2 separate regions of the Macaca mulatta genome follow, and region 1 is linked to region 2. Evidence: chromatin contacts called from public Hi-C data. All regions are on one chromosome and are shown on one strand. Each heading gives the region's core, a stretch centred on a gene start, on an enhancer-like site or on the middle of the called end of the contact. The rest is flanking DNA. Distances are from core to core; before and after follow the strand shown. Region 1 holds the start of NFATC1 (nuclear factor of activated T cells 1). Region 2 overlaps NFATC1 (nuclear factor of activated T cells 1).

Region 1 (3,727 bases), core at 520-3,019, 120 kb after region 2:
GCAACTCACACTTTCCTCTGTCACGTCTCCCTGCGTCTCCTCGGGCTCAGCTCAGCTGCCAACACTGCACCGCATTTTCTTGTTGGCTTTGGATGGAGGGGGTTGGAGGTTAAAGTGTCTGGTGTGTAGAAATCATAAATCGATTGCACGACACCCTTATGTGATTTAAACTAAACCCAAAGGCTAAACTCGTGTCTGCTGCGGGGCCCAGGAGGTCGTCCACAGACCCCCAGGGATCAGTGTGCCCCGTGGGTGCCCCCCACAATCGCCTCCTCCCTGCCGGGGGAGGCGGTCGGGCGCTGCAGAACCCGCGAAGGTGCGCGGCCAGAGCCCGTCCATCCACGTCCCAAGGCCTGGCTCCATTCGGCCGCCCCGACTCAGCACAAATGGAACCCCGCTTTTCCACCGCAGGCCTCGGCCTGGAGAGACGCGCTCAGATTAGCGGGGTGGTGGCCGCCTCGCCCCTGCGGCGTCGGGGCCATTTCCAGGGGTCTCTACCTGCGGGGCCCCTCCCGCGCCGAGCCAGGCCTGGCACGCGCCCCAGAGCACCGGGCGCTGGGAGGGGAGGAGGGGGCCGCGGGAGGACGCCCAGGCCAGTGGGCGGGGGTTCTGGGGGGCTCCAGCGAGGCCGCGCCCCCACGCCCCTCCCTCTCCCCTCCCCTCTAGATCTTCCCTCCGCGAGTGTCCCCAGGCCCGGGGCCAGGATTTGGCCGGGAGAGTTTCCGTCCCCCACCCCCCCCCCCTTCTCCCCACCTCCAGGACGGGGCGGGCGGAGACTCGCCGGGAGGAGGGAATCCCGAGGCCAGGTCTGGCGGGGCGCGCCCAGTCGGTCACGTGGGAGACTGAGCCCCCCGACCCCAGCTGCGGGCCTCGAGCCCGGGCCCGACCTGGCGAGGCTGCCCTTGGCTACTGAGGGGCCGGGGCCGGGGCGGGGGCGGCCGGCTCTTCCTCCTCCTCCCGCCCCTCCCCTTCCTCTGCTGCCTCCTCCTCCTCCTTCAATAAATAATTTTTTCGCCCCATGCAGAAAAGCTCCCTTTTCCTGTCTGCTCTCAAAGCCCTCCTTATCCCCCCGCCCGGGTGACGGAATCCCGGGTCTGTTTCCCTCTGTTTAATGCCGTTGCCGGGACCACGGTGGCCGCGCGCCAGGCGCAGGGAGTTCCGGAGGCGGCGGCCCAGAGCGCGGCCAGCTCGCCCGGCCTGTGCGCCCCGGCCCGGCCTCTGCGGCCACCGCGGGCCCCGGCTCTGCTCCCCGCGCGCCCTGCGCCCCTTTCCTCTTCCTCCTGCCTCCTGGCAGGTTTGTTTATAGCCGCTACTAGGGGAGACGTTACACGGGTTTTATTTTAGGATTGGTGATGACTAACAAAGTTAAAAGGAGCTTAGGACAGAAAACAAAACTATTTTTAGACGACTGTTGTTTCTATGGATTATTGGGGCAAATACACCCCTAGAAGCTTACCGTTTTAAAAGCCCATTGGGGTGCCAAATCCCTTCTCCTGGAGCGCGCTTGGGTGTTCATCCACCCCGTCCAATATTTTCTAGAGCTTGGGTGGTCACTGTTGCTGGGGCTTCCTGGCCTCATGTGTGAGCACCGGGGCTATGGAGACGCCATCCTGGCAGATGCGGGCGTCTCCAGCACGGAGCTGCCCCGAAGTTCAACGCTCCATCCCGTCCCGTCTTCGGAGGGCCGGTGCCACCTGCCCCGCGTGGGGCTTTCCATCCTCAGGGGTGCTCCGCACAGGCGGTGCCGCCTGGGGCTCCCTGGCAGGTGCGCCAGCCAGGGGCAGGTGCGCCCACCCTTTCCTCCCCCGACTGAACCGCAGGCCAGATGCCACTTCCTGCTGGGGAAAATCACTTAATACAACTGTAGTTCACTGCGAATGTTCTGTTCTGCAGTTTTGCGTTCTGGCCCACAGCGGTGGTCACTTGAGAGCTTCTCCCATCAGGGGCCTTCGAGGGTCTGACTCAACTCAGAATCCACCCTCTTCTTCCTGAGGCACCTTCCAACCAACAGGGAAGGGCCCCCACCATGTCCAGAGACTCTCGAGACCATCTGGAGAAATGGGCATTTATTTAGCCAGGGTCTGGAGACTAGGATTAAATTAGCAAACCAGAATTATAGAAAAGGCTATTTACTTTTAAGTAAACTGCCGAGATTTTTTTTTTTTTTAAGTCAGTGTGAGTGAACCTCACAGCCATGGTTGGAGCTGAGAAAGAAATATTTCCCTTTAGTTATACACCTGTGTCAGCACCTTCTGACTTGCCTTCTAAAGTCTGGGGTGTTTCTGGGATCCATAAATTTGGGGTTCAGAGTTTCTACACCATATTGTTACTTGTGAAACATCTCTTTGACCACGCCCCTTCCCTGGAGCGTTGCTAAGGACTTCATAGGTTTCCCTGTCTAAACTCGGCCTGAACGCCCACCTCAGGGACTACCACCATGTCTAAAAACTCAGATCACCAACGGATCAGTCAACTTTCCTACCCTAGATGTGTGTCCAGGGCATGAGGATCAAGGCCAAACTGCTCAGCAGGGCACTTGATGCCCTTCAGCCCACGTCCCCTCCTGGAGTGGCCAGGCAGGAACCTCCTGACCTAAAAGCCACTCCCAGTCATTCTCACCCACTCCAGGACTTTGGAGGCATCTCTCCCCAACGCCATTCAGTCAATCCCCAAGTGCTTGCTGCACCCCAGTCCCCTCTCCTCCCTCTGCCCAGGATCCTGATTGATTTTTTTCCTGCTCTGTCATGCAGGCTGGAGTGCAGTGGCATGAACATGGCTCACTGCAGCCCCAACTTCCTGGGCCCAAGTGATTCCTCACGCCTCAGCCTTCTGAGTAGCTGGGACTATAGGCACGTCACCACACCTGGCTAATGTATTTCTAATTTTATTGATTTTTTTGCAGAGATGAGGTCTTGCTATGTTGCTCAGGCTGGTCTTGAATTCCTGGGCAACTCTGGGACATGGTTAAAGAGATGTTTCGGCCGGGCGCGGTGGCTCAAGCCTGTAATCCCAGCACTTTGGGAGGCCGAGACGGGCGGATCACAAGGTCAGGAGATCGAGACCATCCTGGCTAACCCGGTGAAACCCCGTCTCTACTAAAAAATACAAAAAACTAGCCGGGCGAGGTGGCGGGCGCCTGTAGTCCCAGCTACTCCGGAGGCTGAGGCAGGAGAATGGCGTAAAAACCCGGGAGGCGGAGCTTGCAGTGAGCTGAAATCCAGCCACTGCACTCCAGCCTGGGTGACAGAGCGAGACTCCGTCTCAAAAAAAAAAAAAAAAAAAAAAAAGAGATGTTTCACAAGTAACAGCATGGTGTAGAAACTCTGAACCCCAAATTTATGGATCCCAGGAACACCCCAGACTTTAGAAGAAAAGTCAGAAGGTGCTGACACAGATGTGTAACTAAAGGGAAATCCTTCTTTCTCAGCTCCCACCATGGCTGTGAGGTTCATTCACACTGATTTAAAAAAAAAATCTCAGCAATATACTTAAAAGTGAATAGCTTTTTCTACAATTCTGGTTTGCCAATTTAATTCTAATCTCCAGACTCTGGCAAAATACATGCTTACTTATTTTTTCTTTTTCTTTCTTTTTTTTTTTTTGAGATGGAGTCTCGCTCTGTTGCCCAGGCTGGAGTGTAGTGGTGCGATCTCGGCTCACCGCGACCTCCGCCTCCCAGGTTCAAGTGATTCTCCTGCCTCAGCCTCCCAAGTAGCTGGGATTACAG
Region 2 (3,732 bases), core at 1,021-3,520:
GAATAGTGATTGTGGGGTCGAAAGAGGCCTAAATGATACAAACGGGAAAGACGGGGACACGACAAGGAACTAATGAAGCCAGGGGTGGGTCATGAAGGGTAACAGTGACAGGGACAGGAGGGAGGCCTGAGAGGCAATGATGAAAGGGACAGAAGGGAGGTCTGAGGGGTAGTCATGATGGGACGTGGGGAGGCCTGAGGGGTCATAATGGTGGGATTTGGGGAGGACTCAAGGGTAATAATGGTGGGATGTGGGGAGGACTGAGGGGTAGTCATGATGGGATGTGGGGAGCCCTGAGGGGTAGTAATGGTGGGACGTGGGGAGGCCTGAGGGGTAATAAAGATGGGACGTGGAGACACCTGATGGGTAATAATGCTGAGATGTGGGGAGGACTCAGGTAATGATGGTGGGACGTGGGGAGGACTGATGAGTAATAATGGTGGGACGTGGGGAGGACTGAGGGATAATAATCGTGGGACATGAGGAAGCCTGAGGAGTAATAATGGTGGGACGTGGGGAGGCCTGAGGGGTAATAATGGTGGGACGTGGGGAGGCCTGAGGGGTAATAATGGTGGGACGTGGGGAGGCCTGAGGGGTAATAATGGTGGGACGTGGGGAGGCCTGAGGGGTAATAATGGTGGGACGTGGGGAGGCCTGAGGGGTACTAATGGTGGGACGTGGAGAGGCCTGAGGGGTAGTAATGGTGGGACGTGGGGAGGCCTGAGGGGTAATAATGGTGGGACGTGGGGAGGCCTGAAGGGTAGTAATGGTGGGACGTGGGGAGGCCTGAGGGGTAGTAATGGTGGGACGTGGGGAGGCCTGAGGGGTAGTAATGGTGGGACGTGGGGAGGCCTGAAGGGTAGTAATGGTGGGACGTGGGAGGCCTGAGTGGTAGTAATGGTGGGACGTGGGGAGGCCTGAGGGGTAGTAATGGTGGGACGTGGGGAGGCCTGAGGGGTAATAATGGTGGGACGTGGGGAGGATTGAGGGGTAATAATGGTGGGATGTGGAGAGGCCTGAGGGGTAGTAATGATGGAACGTGGGGAGGCCTGAGGGCAATAGTGAGGGGACATGATGGGTGATAGTGACGGTGACAACGTGGACACGGCATCTCAGGTCTCCATCGTGTTTGTGGGACAGGCCGCCTGCATGGCAGCCGAGAGCCGTCTTGCTCTCCACGGGCACAGGAGGGGCACGTCTGCTGAGGGGCGAAAGGGGAAGCGGCGCGGCAGTGGGGCTTCCCCTTGCTGCCCACGGGCACCTGAGCCTTGGTGGGAGAGCCTGGTGGGGGGCGGGAAAGTTCCTCGGTGTGTCCCCTAGCCACCCAGGTTCCCGCCGGGGACCACCACAGCCTCCTTTGCTCTCTCTGCCTCTGTCTGCGGCTGCTGAGCCCTGGGGAGGGGAGGGGAGGAGGGCCGGCCTCGTGAGAGCTGTCGGGGCCTAAGGAGCCAGCAGCCTGCACCCCACTCCTGTGGGCTGGCGGTGCGTGTCAGCCGACCCTGTCCCAGCGCCGGGTCAAGTGTGTTCCACAAGGTCTCAGACACTGCAGGGACACACGGCTGGGACCGGACACAGCCCAGGCACCCTCCAGTGCCTTCCCGATGCCCCACAGCAGCAGCTGACAGAGAGTGGGAGAGACGACCCCGATGCCACTCAGCAGAGGACGGCACAGCAACCGAACCGCAGAGGCCAGTGCCACTCAGCAGAGGACGGCACAGCAACCGAACCGCAGAGGCCAGTGCCACTCAGCAGAGGACGGCACAGCAACCGAACCGCAGAGGCCAGTGCCACTCAGCAGAGGACGGCACAGCAACCGAACTGCAGAGGAGGCCGCGCTGCCCAACCGTCCACACCGTGGAGAAGAGCCCTGCGTGGAGCTGCACTCACCCCGCAGACGCGGCCTGTGCTGCAACCCTGAGGAAAGCCACAGCTTCCCCTTTCACAGGTGGACAACGGGCCCATCCCGGGGGTCGGTCTGAGGCCACATGGCTCGCTGGCGCTGGGCTGAAAGACAGTACGGGACCCCCCCACGCCTTCCCGCCACGAGCACTTCTGACCCATGAGGTCAGCCACAGCTGCCCAGCTCTGCCCTTGCTACGCCGGGGGCGGCTTCCTTGGGTATGGTTGCTGATGACACCTACGGTTTCCCATACCAGCTCTCGGCTGATAATTTCCATCTTCTTATTCAGCTTTTCCACAGACACACAGGGTTTTTTCCCTTCACGACGCATTTTGAATTGCAGGTAACATGTGACCCTCACGGCGTGTGGGAGAACCTGAAAGAGGAAACTCACTTTGCTTAACGTCAGATGTCCCCGCAACAGGATGTGGTGAGCTGTTACACCACAATTTCATTTAATAAGGAAGGTTTTTTTCCCCTTATATTAGATTTTTCTCTAAAATGCTCCTCAGGTGGAAACTATTGTTTTTTCCTAAAACTCGAGTGTGGCGTTTTGAATCCTTGCTGCGGGCCGAGTGCCTCCCTGGAGGCCACATGCACACACCCACGCTCACACCCACCTCTCCACACACATCTGGAATGGAGTGAAGGAGGAAATCAGTATATTTTTAAATATAAAAACTACCAAGTCCACGGGCAGGCGTGGCTCTCACTGCCCCACCTGTGGATCTTCTCCGTGCCCCTGCTGGGGCCACACAAGCTCTCACTGGCTGTGCGTAAACAAGCCGTAGGCGAGATGCCTTTCTCAGTCAAGTATTCGACCTTCACATAACCAGTTTCTTCTTTTTGATCATCATTTTGAAAGAAAGTTGACATTTAAACTTCACCCTATAGTGAGCTACCCAAAGTTCACCTCTTAAGTTTCACGCAGGAGTTTCGTTTCTCTACGCTGAGAACGATGAGAGCCAGAACGGAGCTGTGAGGGCCTGAACGTTGTTTGATATATTTTGCCCCCTCTCTGCCTGGCTTGGAAGCAACATTTTTCTGCATTTCTGAATGCTTGGTTTCTGAAAGCAATTAAGGATCTTACATTTTAAGGAATGAACAAACCACCCTTTTCCCCAGCAGTTACGCAGCCCTGCCTGGCCCTCGGGGCACCTGCCTGGCCCTCCGGGCACCTGCCTGTCTGCTCCTGGCAACAGTCCCAGGAGGGGCAAAGGCAGGCACTGTAGTCACCCATTCTGTCCATGGGACCACGGAAGGCTCAGAGAGTGGGAATGGCCGCCTGGGACCCCAGAGCTGACAGGGCGGGGCTGACCCTCACTGGGGTCTGAGCTCGCTGGCTCTGCTGGGCCCTGCACAGTCGCCTGCCCCCAGATCCTCTCAGATGGTGGCCTGGGGCCCCACTGGACAAAGCCACAGTGTTAGATGTGCGTTTGTTCTTTCAGTACTTACTAGGAAAGTCGTGGAAAGCTGGAATGGGCCTACTGGCTGGTGCCTGGGGGGGCGACTCAGACCCTGGGACAGGAGGGTTCCCACCCTGCCCGGCCAGCTCCTGGCCCCAGATGCCCATCCTCTCTCCTCCATATCTGCCCCGCTGTCCCTTCCCTCTCTGGTCCTCCCTGTTTCACCTGCAGGGTGCTCAGAGCCCGGAACTTGGTGTGTCTGAGGTGAGGGAAGGCTGGGGGTGGGAGTGTTTACTACCACTTTCCTTTCCTGCGGTGTGCGCCTTTTAACACAAACAAAACACACACACACCAGCAGACGCCCCCCCGCCCACAAAACACACCGGCAGATGCCCCCCCACAGAGATCTGTAGACGCACCCCCCAC

What was found. Hi-C and Micro-C count contacts between places; a contact is called where the count stands out from the background.
Region 1: a contact with region 2 is called in a Hi-C map of CD4 T cells, with 7 times the contacts expected there. The contact joins the promoter of NFATC1 here to the enhancer-like site in region 2. A contact is called at or near these places in 8 of 14 Hi-C or Micro-C datasets (CD4 T cells, blood, cortical neurons and 4 more).

What each region holds. Positions count from the first base shown.
Region 1 is chr18:1,580,517-1,584,243 of T2T-MMU8v2.0, forward strand. It overlaps NFATC1 (nuclear factor of activated T cells 1), which reads right to left and starts at 1,770. Exons shown (of 11, transcript XM_077974869.1): 1 at 1,457-1,770; 2 at 10-86.
Region 2 is chr18:1,456,066-1,459,797 of T2T-MMU8v2.0, forward strand. The region is part of intron 10 of NFATC1 (nuclear factor of activated T cells 1); the gene reads right to left. Among named protein-coding and RNA genes, the nearest start is that of NFATC1, 120 kb to the right of the region's middle. Within about 2 kb of position 2,271, at least 12 of the 40 cell types and tissues checked have an H3K27ac peak or open chromatin away from gene starts, as enhancers often do. A contact at or near this core is called in CD4 T cells and blood, where this site is marked.